Linked DNA regions of Zea mays: region 2 is linked to region 1. A link is a contact called in public Hi-C data. All regions are on one chromosome and are shown on one strand. Each heading gives the region's core, a stretch centred on a gene start, on an enhancer-like site or on the middle of the called end of the contact. The rest is flanking DNA. Distances are from core to core; before and after follow the strand shown.

Region 1 (4,707 bases), core at 921-3,420:
TTTGAGAAAAAGCGATAGCTTCCTTCTTACAAGTTGTCTTCAAGAAAGTTTATTGGTTGCGTTTTTGGGCGCTACTACAACGTGAAGATTCAAGATAGACTTTTCGATCTAATAAGAAGATAAATATATAAGATCACAAACGAGATACTAGAGACTTGATATTAGTTAATGAGACCAAACAAATTTGCCGATGTCGCGACACCCACCATTCCATGATCTGGCGATACACCATCTCCCGGCGGTGAACATGTCTTATATAATGTTCAAATACAACACTGCTATCAGTACCTAGAGGGAGATCTACATTACAAATTAGTTGGCATAGTTCGTTATGAGCAACACCAGGATTGTAATCCACGAATGAACAGATCCATCACTGTTAAATTGAATCTAGCAATATGTCAAGCTTTCAACGCACATGTTTTATGATGTATTTTTAAATGGTCGATACCAACAATTGATACATCAGTAAGTTGAGCATTACAGAAATGCCAATAGGTGGCATACCTTATCTTCTCACGATTGACGTCTTTGAACAACCATTCGAAGTCGTTTCGTACATCATGGGTGCTCTTGCAACCCTTCTTGTGGCAAACAGTGTTGGTGGCTCGCGTGACTGTGGCTTAGCTTCCCAAGACATCATCAGCATTGGTGGGACTTGGGGATCTACAAATGAATAACCCACGTTGTCATCTCAGGGATATCAGTCCATGGATGACAAGACGTTGTCACACGTCGCACAACCACATGAAGTCTTTGAGACGGGCAACATGGAGGACGGGCAAGGCCGCGTCGATGTGAAGGACGGACGAGGTTAGAGAGGACGAGCGCAACCAAGGAAGATAGCATAGGCCACGTCAGTGGCGGATCCAGAAACAGATCATGAGGGGGCTACGAAACTAAAGCTATAAAATTCTTTTAAAAAACAATCTAATTGATGTTAATATAACACAATTAGCAAGATAAAACTTAAATACTCAAAAGGCATGTAGCCTAAATAAGTCGGCACGAATTCTACAAATATAATAATAAATAATCAATACATATCGTTCTGATTCTTGATAAGGAATATATCCATCCTATCCCTATAAACATAAAATTTAATTTTATCAACTAACCTACTAACCTAGCAGATAATTGATTAAACCAAAATACCAAATAATCTCACCTTCTTATTTAGCACAGTAGCTCTAGCAGCCCCAGGCACATAGCAAACTAGCAGCAGAAGCAGTGCAACCGGATTCATTGGTTCACTTTTCATCAATCAGCAGGGACAAGGAGGCTTCACGAGGTGTATAGCATGCTCACACATGACGCCTCCACACTCCACTTCACGGAGCAGCCAACAAGCACCGAGCAGGCGAGCAGCCAGTGGGGGAGGCGACACCTGATTGAGTCCTGATCCCTGATGGAGTGAGGGAGCGGGACTGAGGACAGCGGCCGGTGTGGGGGAGGACAGGAGGAGCCGAGGGCGCAGGCTACACTGCCGATGTGCCGCAACGCGTGCGGGAGGAGCCATGGGCGCAGCGCGGACGTGCAGTGCGGAGGGATGAAGAGCGGCCAGCAGCGGCTGGGCGCGTGTGAAGAGGTGATGTGAGAATCTGACCTAGCTTTTTAGATTTTTATGGGTCAAATTTACTATATATCAATGTTTCTAATGGACCACGATCGGGGCTGCAGCCTGGACAGCCCCGATCGCACATCCACCCCTGGCCCAGGTCATAATTGTCAGCCAGAAAGAAGATACATAAAAGAGATGACAAATATATCTCACATACCATTTTTTTAATAAGATTAAATAGCAAGGGATTTTCTCTACATAGATCTCTTCTATTTTCTTTGTTACCAAATCAGCTTTGAAGGTGCACCAACGGAAAATCTGTTCGCCGCGTCCATGACTCCCAGTCCCTGGTCCCTGCACGTCTGCACTGTACCGGCAACCCCATCCCCATGCACAACACGGCTCAGACCCCACGTACCTTTTTATCCCCCTCTTTAATGTGCCACGATAGCATTACACTTTCCGCCATCATCCATATGTCGTCGCTCTCGTTAGAAGCAACGGAGCTTATCCATCGTTAGTCCGTTACAACGATCCGCCGGCGCCAAACGACCGCCGGATCCAATATAAATACCCTTGCACAGGCATGGTGATCGACACACAGCCAAAGTACAAGACTCACTTGCATTTTTGGCACACCAGCACAGAAGAAGAAAAAAAAAACAGGCACTGAGCTGAGATGGCGAAGCACTTGGCTGCCATGTGCAGGTGCAGCCTCCTAGTGCTTGTACTGCTCTGCTTGGGCTCCCAGCTGGCCCAATCCCAGGTCCTCTTCCAGGTACCTGCGCAGCGTCCTCGTCTCTTCCCGGCCGATCGCTCAACATTAATCAGGCGTGCTAGATAGCACAAGTCTGGATTTAATTTTGATGCTGATATATATATGCTGCGTGTCTGCGTGCAGGGGTTCAACTGGGAGTCGTGGAAGAAGCAAGGTGGGTGGTACAACTACCTCCTGGGGCGGGTGGACGACATCGCCGCGACGGGGGCCACGCACGTCTGGCTCCCGCCGCCGTCGCACTCGGTGGCGCCGCAGGGGTACATGCCCGGCCGGCTCTACGACCTGGACGCGTCCAAGTACGGCACCCACGCGGAGCTCAAGTCGCTCACCGCGGCGTTCCACGCCAAGGGCGTCCAGTGCGTCGCCGACGTCGTGATCAACCACCGCTGCGCCGACTACAAGGACGGCCGCGGCATCTACTGCGTCTTCGAGGGCGGCACGCCCGACAGCCGCCTCGACTGGGGCCCCGACATGATCTGCAGCGACGACACGCAGTACTCCAACGGGCGCGGGCACCGCGACACGGGGGCCGACTTCGCCGCCGCGCCCGACATCGACCACCTCAACCCGCGCGTGCAGCAGGAGCTCTCGGACTGGCTCAACTGGCTCAAGTCCGACCTCGGCTTCGACGGCTGGCGCCTCGACTTCGCCAAGGGCTACTCCGCCGCCGTCGCCAAGGTGTACGTCGACAGCACCGCCCCCACCTTCGTCGTCGCCGAGATATGGAGCTCCCTCCACTACGACGGCAACGGCGAGCCGTCCAGCAACCAGGACGCCGACAGGCAGGAGCTGGTCAACTGGGCGCAGGCGGTGGGCGGCCCCGCCGCGGCGTTCGACTTCACCACCAAGGGCGTGCTGCAGGCGGCCGTCCAGGGCGAGCTGTGGCGCATGAAGGACGGCAACGGCAAGGCGCCCGGGATGATCGGCTGGCTGCCGGAGAAGGCCGTCACGTTCGTCGACAACCACGACACCGGCTCCACGCAGAACTCGTGGCCATTCCCCTCCGACAAGGTCATGCAGGGCTACGCCTATATCCTCACGCACCCAGGAACTCCATGCATCGTAAGTCCCCAACCGGGTCGGTCCATCACCAAATCCAGAATCCTGGCCGACACACTGACACTCTTGTCCTTGCATCTGTAATTCAGTTCTACGACCACGTTTTCGACTGGAACCTGAAGCAGGAGATCAGCGCGCTGTCTGCGGTGAGGTCAAGAAACGGGATCCACCCGGGGAGCGAGCTGAACATCCTCGCCGCCGACGGGGATCTCTACGTCGCCAAGATTGACGACAAGGTCATCGTGAAGATCGGGTCACGGTACGACGTCGGGAACCTGATCCCCTCAGACTTCCACGCCGTTGCCCATGGCAACAACTACTGCGTTTGGGAGAAGCACGGTCTGAGAGTTCCAGCGGGGCGGCACCACTAGACTAGACTAGACCCATATTCCGCCCAACTCCTACAGATAATTCTCTTTTCAGGTCCATTTTGAACCTGGAAAAGAAATTTAAGAGAGGCTAAATAACCGGAATACGATTGTACTGAGCTTCTTTCAGCTAATTATTGAAAGAAGATTATAATGTTTGGATGTACTATTAATTATGTTGGCATGGGGATTTTTGTAACCTCTTAAAACGAGGAAATAAAGACTGTTCTTATTAAGCTGAACTCCCGCTGACGTTAAGCTAGAGAAACTCCTTCCATAATTAACTTGCTAAACCAGTAAGTTTAGCAAGTTTACAAAACAAGTGGCAACCTCAAATTTATTTCTCTCCTAATAGTTTCACTTTCTAAACATTTCTGGAGTGAAAATTCTAAACCATCTCTAATCAACCAAATCTCGCCATTTATCGTATTCTGACTTGAAACTATATATTATTTCTTACATTACTCATGTGTCTAGTTTACTTTGATCCAGTTCCCTTGACTATAAATATATATGATGAGTTGAAGAGGATATTTGATAACTTCTTATTTCTAGGAGCTTTTTTTATATCAAACTGTTCAATATAATTTTTTCCTAAAAATGGAAACAGAGAGTTGTTTTGCAAAACTTCTAGACCACTCGAGTCTTTCTAAGGGGGTGTTTGGTTTTTAGGGACTAATTTTTAGTCCCTCCACTTAATTCCATTTTAGTCCCTAAATTACTAAATATAGAAACTAAAACTCTATTTTAGTTTCCCTATTTAACAATTTATGAACTAAAATGAAATTAAGTGGAGGGACTAAAGTTTAGTCCATATAAACCAAACACTCCCTAAAGCTCAAAGTTCAAATCATCATTTAGAGTCATTTCGCTTTCTATATCTTTACTCTTCAATAAATTTCCTAGATATTATTGTAGGCACTCTAGAGAGCCATTCTTGT
Region 2 (4,707 bases), core at 1,497-3,996, 170 kb after region 1:
CCACAGCTCTTTCCCTGTGGGAAGGATGATATAGCTTTTCTGGAATTTTGTATCCAGTGCGCTAATTACTGCTCCTCGAAAGAGGTTGTCTTCAGCCTTAAACTTAGCCTCATCCTCAGGAGGTAAGTTGGCAGGCTTGCCCTCAGCGGCATGAAAACAAGACATTGCAGTTAGCCACAATTCCATTTTAGCTTTCCATATCAAGAAGTTTTTACCATCAAAAGGATCAGGCTTTAGCACAGCAGCAAAACCTCTGACAGAAAAATGCCTAACATTAGGTTTTTGGATTGTTAGAATTATAGGCATTTTCCGTATTATTTTAATTCCATAAATTAACATTATGATGATGACATATAATAAATAATTAACCATAGAAATCGTGATCTTAAATTGATCCATACCAATATGAATCAAGAGAACATAAAGCATGTGAATTATATAAATCATATAAATACGATAAACATGTATACTGACTGAACAAATGAAAATAAACAGATAGAAACATAAATAGCATGACTGTAAAATTAAAACAGATAGATCTATCATATTATAATAAGACATAACAGATAAGATAAAATCATTCGTAAATATGAAACAGCATAGATGAATATATGAAACATATATAATCTCCAGAACACAAAACAGTAAGTAAATAAACTGATCATACCCTCCTATGCGCTCTGATGATCCAGATCCTTGACCAGCTTCCTTTGTCATGTTGAAGATGTTTTGGGCAGTCGCGTAGACGCTCCCCAAAAACCTAATTGCCGATCCCCCGTACAAGGTCTCAAACGGCACCGGCTTCGGAGGCACCTGCCCTCTCGCTTCTCTGTGCGCGCAGAGTCACGAGATGGAAATATCCTCACTCGGGCGGCTGGACTGTGAGACTGAAAGTGTTTCTCGCGTGTACCGAGTGACAGGGGTGCGCCTCTATTTAACCTCTCGCAGAGGGAAGTTGAAGGAGAAAGATCGCCGAGTCACGCCAAGAGTCGGCCAGCTCTTGCCGAGTCATGCCATGAGTCTGACGTACGCGGTTAGTGAGTGCTAAACGCCCCGCCCCGCCCGGCCCGGCCGGCGGCGGCGCGCGCGCGCGTGTGGCACGCCCCCTGTCCATTTCTTGACTTCTCAAGTTAAGTGGAATAAATCCCACCATATAAGTCAAGGCAAAAGACCCTTGGACTTCCAATGTGGTAATATTGGTATTCTCCACTATTATACATTTTAGAGTTTATTCAATAAATGAGCCAAACCCATAAAAGATCCAACAAGAAGTACCAAGATGGCAACAAAATAGGATCACATGTTACATCAAGGAACGCTATATCCAGTCTCGTTGATACCGGCGCCACGTACAGCTCAATAGCGAGCGCAACCATTGATGACAACGCTTATAAAATGTACACCAAAAGTTCTAGTTGGCGCGGCGTGGAACGGGACTGCGACGACGGCCAACGTGTGTGTGGTGGCTTCATGGCTTGAAAACGGTTGGTTGAAAACGGTCGGAAACAATTGATAGACAATAAAACCATTTTCGTTTTCATATTTTCCTAGGAAAGAGATCGAAAACGGAAACTCCGGAAACAAAAACGACATCAATAATTCGGAAACAAAAGTTTCGTACGAAAATTACGCCGGTTACGATCGAAATCTAAAATTTGATATGTAAAAATTGTAATATATACCCTCAATTGACTTCAAAAATTCACGCAAGTCATACATTCATATAAAATTAGTAATAATATATAAGGTAGGAGGTCACAATAAATATATAAAGTAAGAAGTCATACAATAATAAAAACATTATTATGTATTTAAATAAAGTAGAATCAAGATGTGTATAATGATACGGCACTTACATTCTATTTGTACTCTTACTACTTGGCATAGGCAATATAATTAGTGTCCTCTTGGTCCTTCTTAAGTTCTCGTGCAAATTATAAATATATGTATAAACAGTAATAACATGTAAGAAAATATAAATAAGATTTATAAAAATTTTAAACGATTCTAAATTATATACCATTAGATAGATCTTGATTTTCGGAAAATAATAAAATTAGTTTCATATTTTTCTAAGCTAAGATGAATTTATAAAGATCAGTTCAGATTTAATATTTTTCTAAAAAGTACCGAATTTATTAACTACGGTAAAATACAAATAAAATCGGTAATTTTCGAAAACGGTCGGAAGAGACCAAACCGTTTCCGATTCAGATTTCGATTTTTTCTACTCATTCTGCTTCCATATTTTCGATAACCGTTTCCGTTTCCGTTTAGACCTTAATTTCGATAAAATTTCGAAAACGATTTCCAGTATTCGAAAATTTCCGTTTCTGTTTTCGTCCAAGCACGTCCGGCGCGGGGTTCCGTCAGGGTGATCGATCAAAAGCAATCATGAACTGATTCTGGCGCTACCGCCGATTCAGCTGGGCTGGCGTTGGGCTGGTCTGGCGCAAGCAAGGAACAAACGCCCACCACGTCCGCGTGGAAGGCGAGACGCAACGAATAATGCACGCATCCAAGCATGATCGAGCATTCGAGCTCGAGAGCGCCCGCTGCACGCATGCATGACCCGGCCTCCTCTCTCTCCTGCCCGCGCCAAATGCTTTCCATCCCTCCAAGCAAACCCAAACGGCATCTCGTTCTCGTATACCTCGTCAAAAAATATTTATTAGGAGGCAGTTCCGTTCTTCCGCAGCCAACCGCTGTAGACTTTCGAAATCAATTATTTGTCCCCTAACGAACCGCGAACAGTACGAGACTTGGAACTGGTCCGGCGTGTCATGAGGGACGTGTGCGTGCACCAACCACTGCAGAGCTTCAAAATCAATTCCTGAACTAGCTGCTGCCGCCCGGGCAAAACAAAGCGAAACTGCCAAAACAAAACAAAAGTCGCGAGCCGCCGGCAACAGCAGCTGTCCGTCCGAGTCTTCGCTTCGCTTCGCTTCCATTTCGTCGCCGTTGCACCTCCCATAGTAATAGTCCCCCATTCAATCCGCTCGGTCCAAATCCACGTCTTTTGTCGTGGGGTGGTGTCTGGCATTGCATTATTGGAGGATCGAAACCATCGCCACCGCACCAATGATCCCCTTCTCCGTCCTCGCCGGCGCCCTCGTCTTGCTCGTCGGCGTCGCCGATGCCCTGCCCGGTGAACCTTCCATCATCACTTCCGCCACTGCTATTCTCTCGTTCCCTCCTGCTGCGTAGGTCCCTGACCGAGTTGGCTCGCTCGGCTCGCGCGCAGGGTACCAGATAAGCTGCGGCGCGACGTCGGACAAGGTCGCGGGGAACGTGACATGGGTCGCCGACGGGGCGTTCATCCACGCCGGCAAGGTGGCGGAGCTGGACTCCCCGGGCGTCATGCCGATGCTCTCCTCGCTCAGGTACTTCCCGCCGGACGCGTCGTCCGCCGCCAAGTACTGCTACGCGGTCCCGGCGGCGATGCACGCCAGGTACCTGGTCCGCACGACGTACTACTACGGCGGGTTCGACGGCGGCGGGGCGCCGCCGGTGTTCGACCAGATCATCGACGGCACGCGGTGGAGCGCGGTGGACACGGCGGGGGGCTACGCCCGCGGGCTCGCCACGTACTACGAGGCCGTGGTGGAGGCCGCGGGGAAGGAGCTCAGCGTCTGCCTCGCCAGGAGCGCCGCCACCGCGCCCGGCCGGAGCCCCTTCATCTCCGCGCTCGAGGTGGTGCCGCTCGAGGAGTCCGTGTACAGCGCCGTCAACTTCACCGCCTACGCGCTGAGCACCGTCGCGCGCCACAGCTTCGGCCACAACGGCTCCATCATCGGGTAATTAAGCTAAAACAACCGGCCGGCGGGCGGGCGGGCGGGTGTCTCGCCTCGCCTAGAACGAACGAAGATTACGGCCAACTGACTGACCATGTCGATGGTGCGTGCGAAATGTGTGCGATCCAGCTATCCAGACGATCGGTTCAACCGATACTGGGAGCCGTACAGCGACGGGGGCATCCCGGTGGTGGAGAGCCAGGCGAGCGTGGCGACGGAGGCGTTCTGGAACAAGCCTCCGGAGGCCGTGTTCCGGCGAGGCCTGACGGCGAGCAGAGACAAGAGCCTGGAGCTCCAGTGGCCGCCGGCGCCGCTGCCGGCCGCGAGCTACTACCTGGCGCTCTACTTCCAGGACAACCGGGGGCCGAGCGCGCTCAGCTGGAGGGTGTTCGACGTCGCGGTCAACGGCCAGCCCTTCTTCGCCGGCCTCAACGTCTCCACGGCGGGGTGCATGGTGTACGGCGTCGACTGGCCGCTATCCGGGCAGACAAGGATCACGCTGACGCCGGCGCTGGAGTCCCCCGTCGGGCCGCTGATCAACGCGGCGGAGCTCATGATGGTCGTCCCGCTCGGTGGGAGGACGCATCCCAGAGACGGTAACCTTCTCTCCTGATCGGCGCACTTGTCGGTGTCGGATGGATGCACTGTTTGCTCAAATCACCGGCCATCTCGTTGCCTTGCAGTAATCGGCATGCAGGAGCTGGCCAGAGGATTCACGAACCCGCCGTCGGACTGGAGAGGTGATCCATGCTTGCCCCAGGGGAACTCGTGGACTGGTGTCACCTGCAACCAAGATCCACTGGCAAGAGTAACTGGGCTGTAAGTTTGTAGTACCAATCATCATATATTCATATGACATCTGATTGCTCTCTTGTAGTACATTCCTTTTTTTTAAAAAAAATGAATAATGGTC

Evidence for each region. Hi-C and Micro-C count contacts between places; a contact is called where the count stands out from the background.
Region 2: a Hi-C map of leaf shows a contact between it and region 1, with 8 times the contacts expected there. The contact joins the promoter of LOC103647487 here to the promoter of LOC542522 in region 1. A contact is called at or near these places in 11 of 25 Hi-C or Micro-C datasets (bundle sheath, ear, endosperm and 3 more) and 2 of 3 datasets of contacts at active chromatin or transcription factors (leaf and seedling).

What each region holds. Positions count from the first base shown.
Region 1 is chr2:191,383,314-191,388,020 of Zm-B73-REFERENCE-NAM-5.0, forward strand. LOC542522 (alpha-amylase) reads left to right here and starts at 2,171. Exons shown (of 3, transcript NM_001112069.2): 1 at 2,171-2,339; 2 at 2,463-3,401; 3 at 3,488-4,000. The coding sequence starts at 2,241. The coding sequence ends at 3,769.
Region 2 is chr2:191,555,035-191,559,741 of Zm-B73-REFERENCE-NAM-5.0, forward strand. It overlaps LOC103647487, which reads left to right and starts at 2,747. Exons shown (of 9, transcript XM_035965418.1): 1 at 2,747-3,148; 2 at 3,253-3,797; 3 at 3,924-4,390; 4 at 4,478-4,613. The coding sequence starts at 3,137.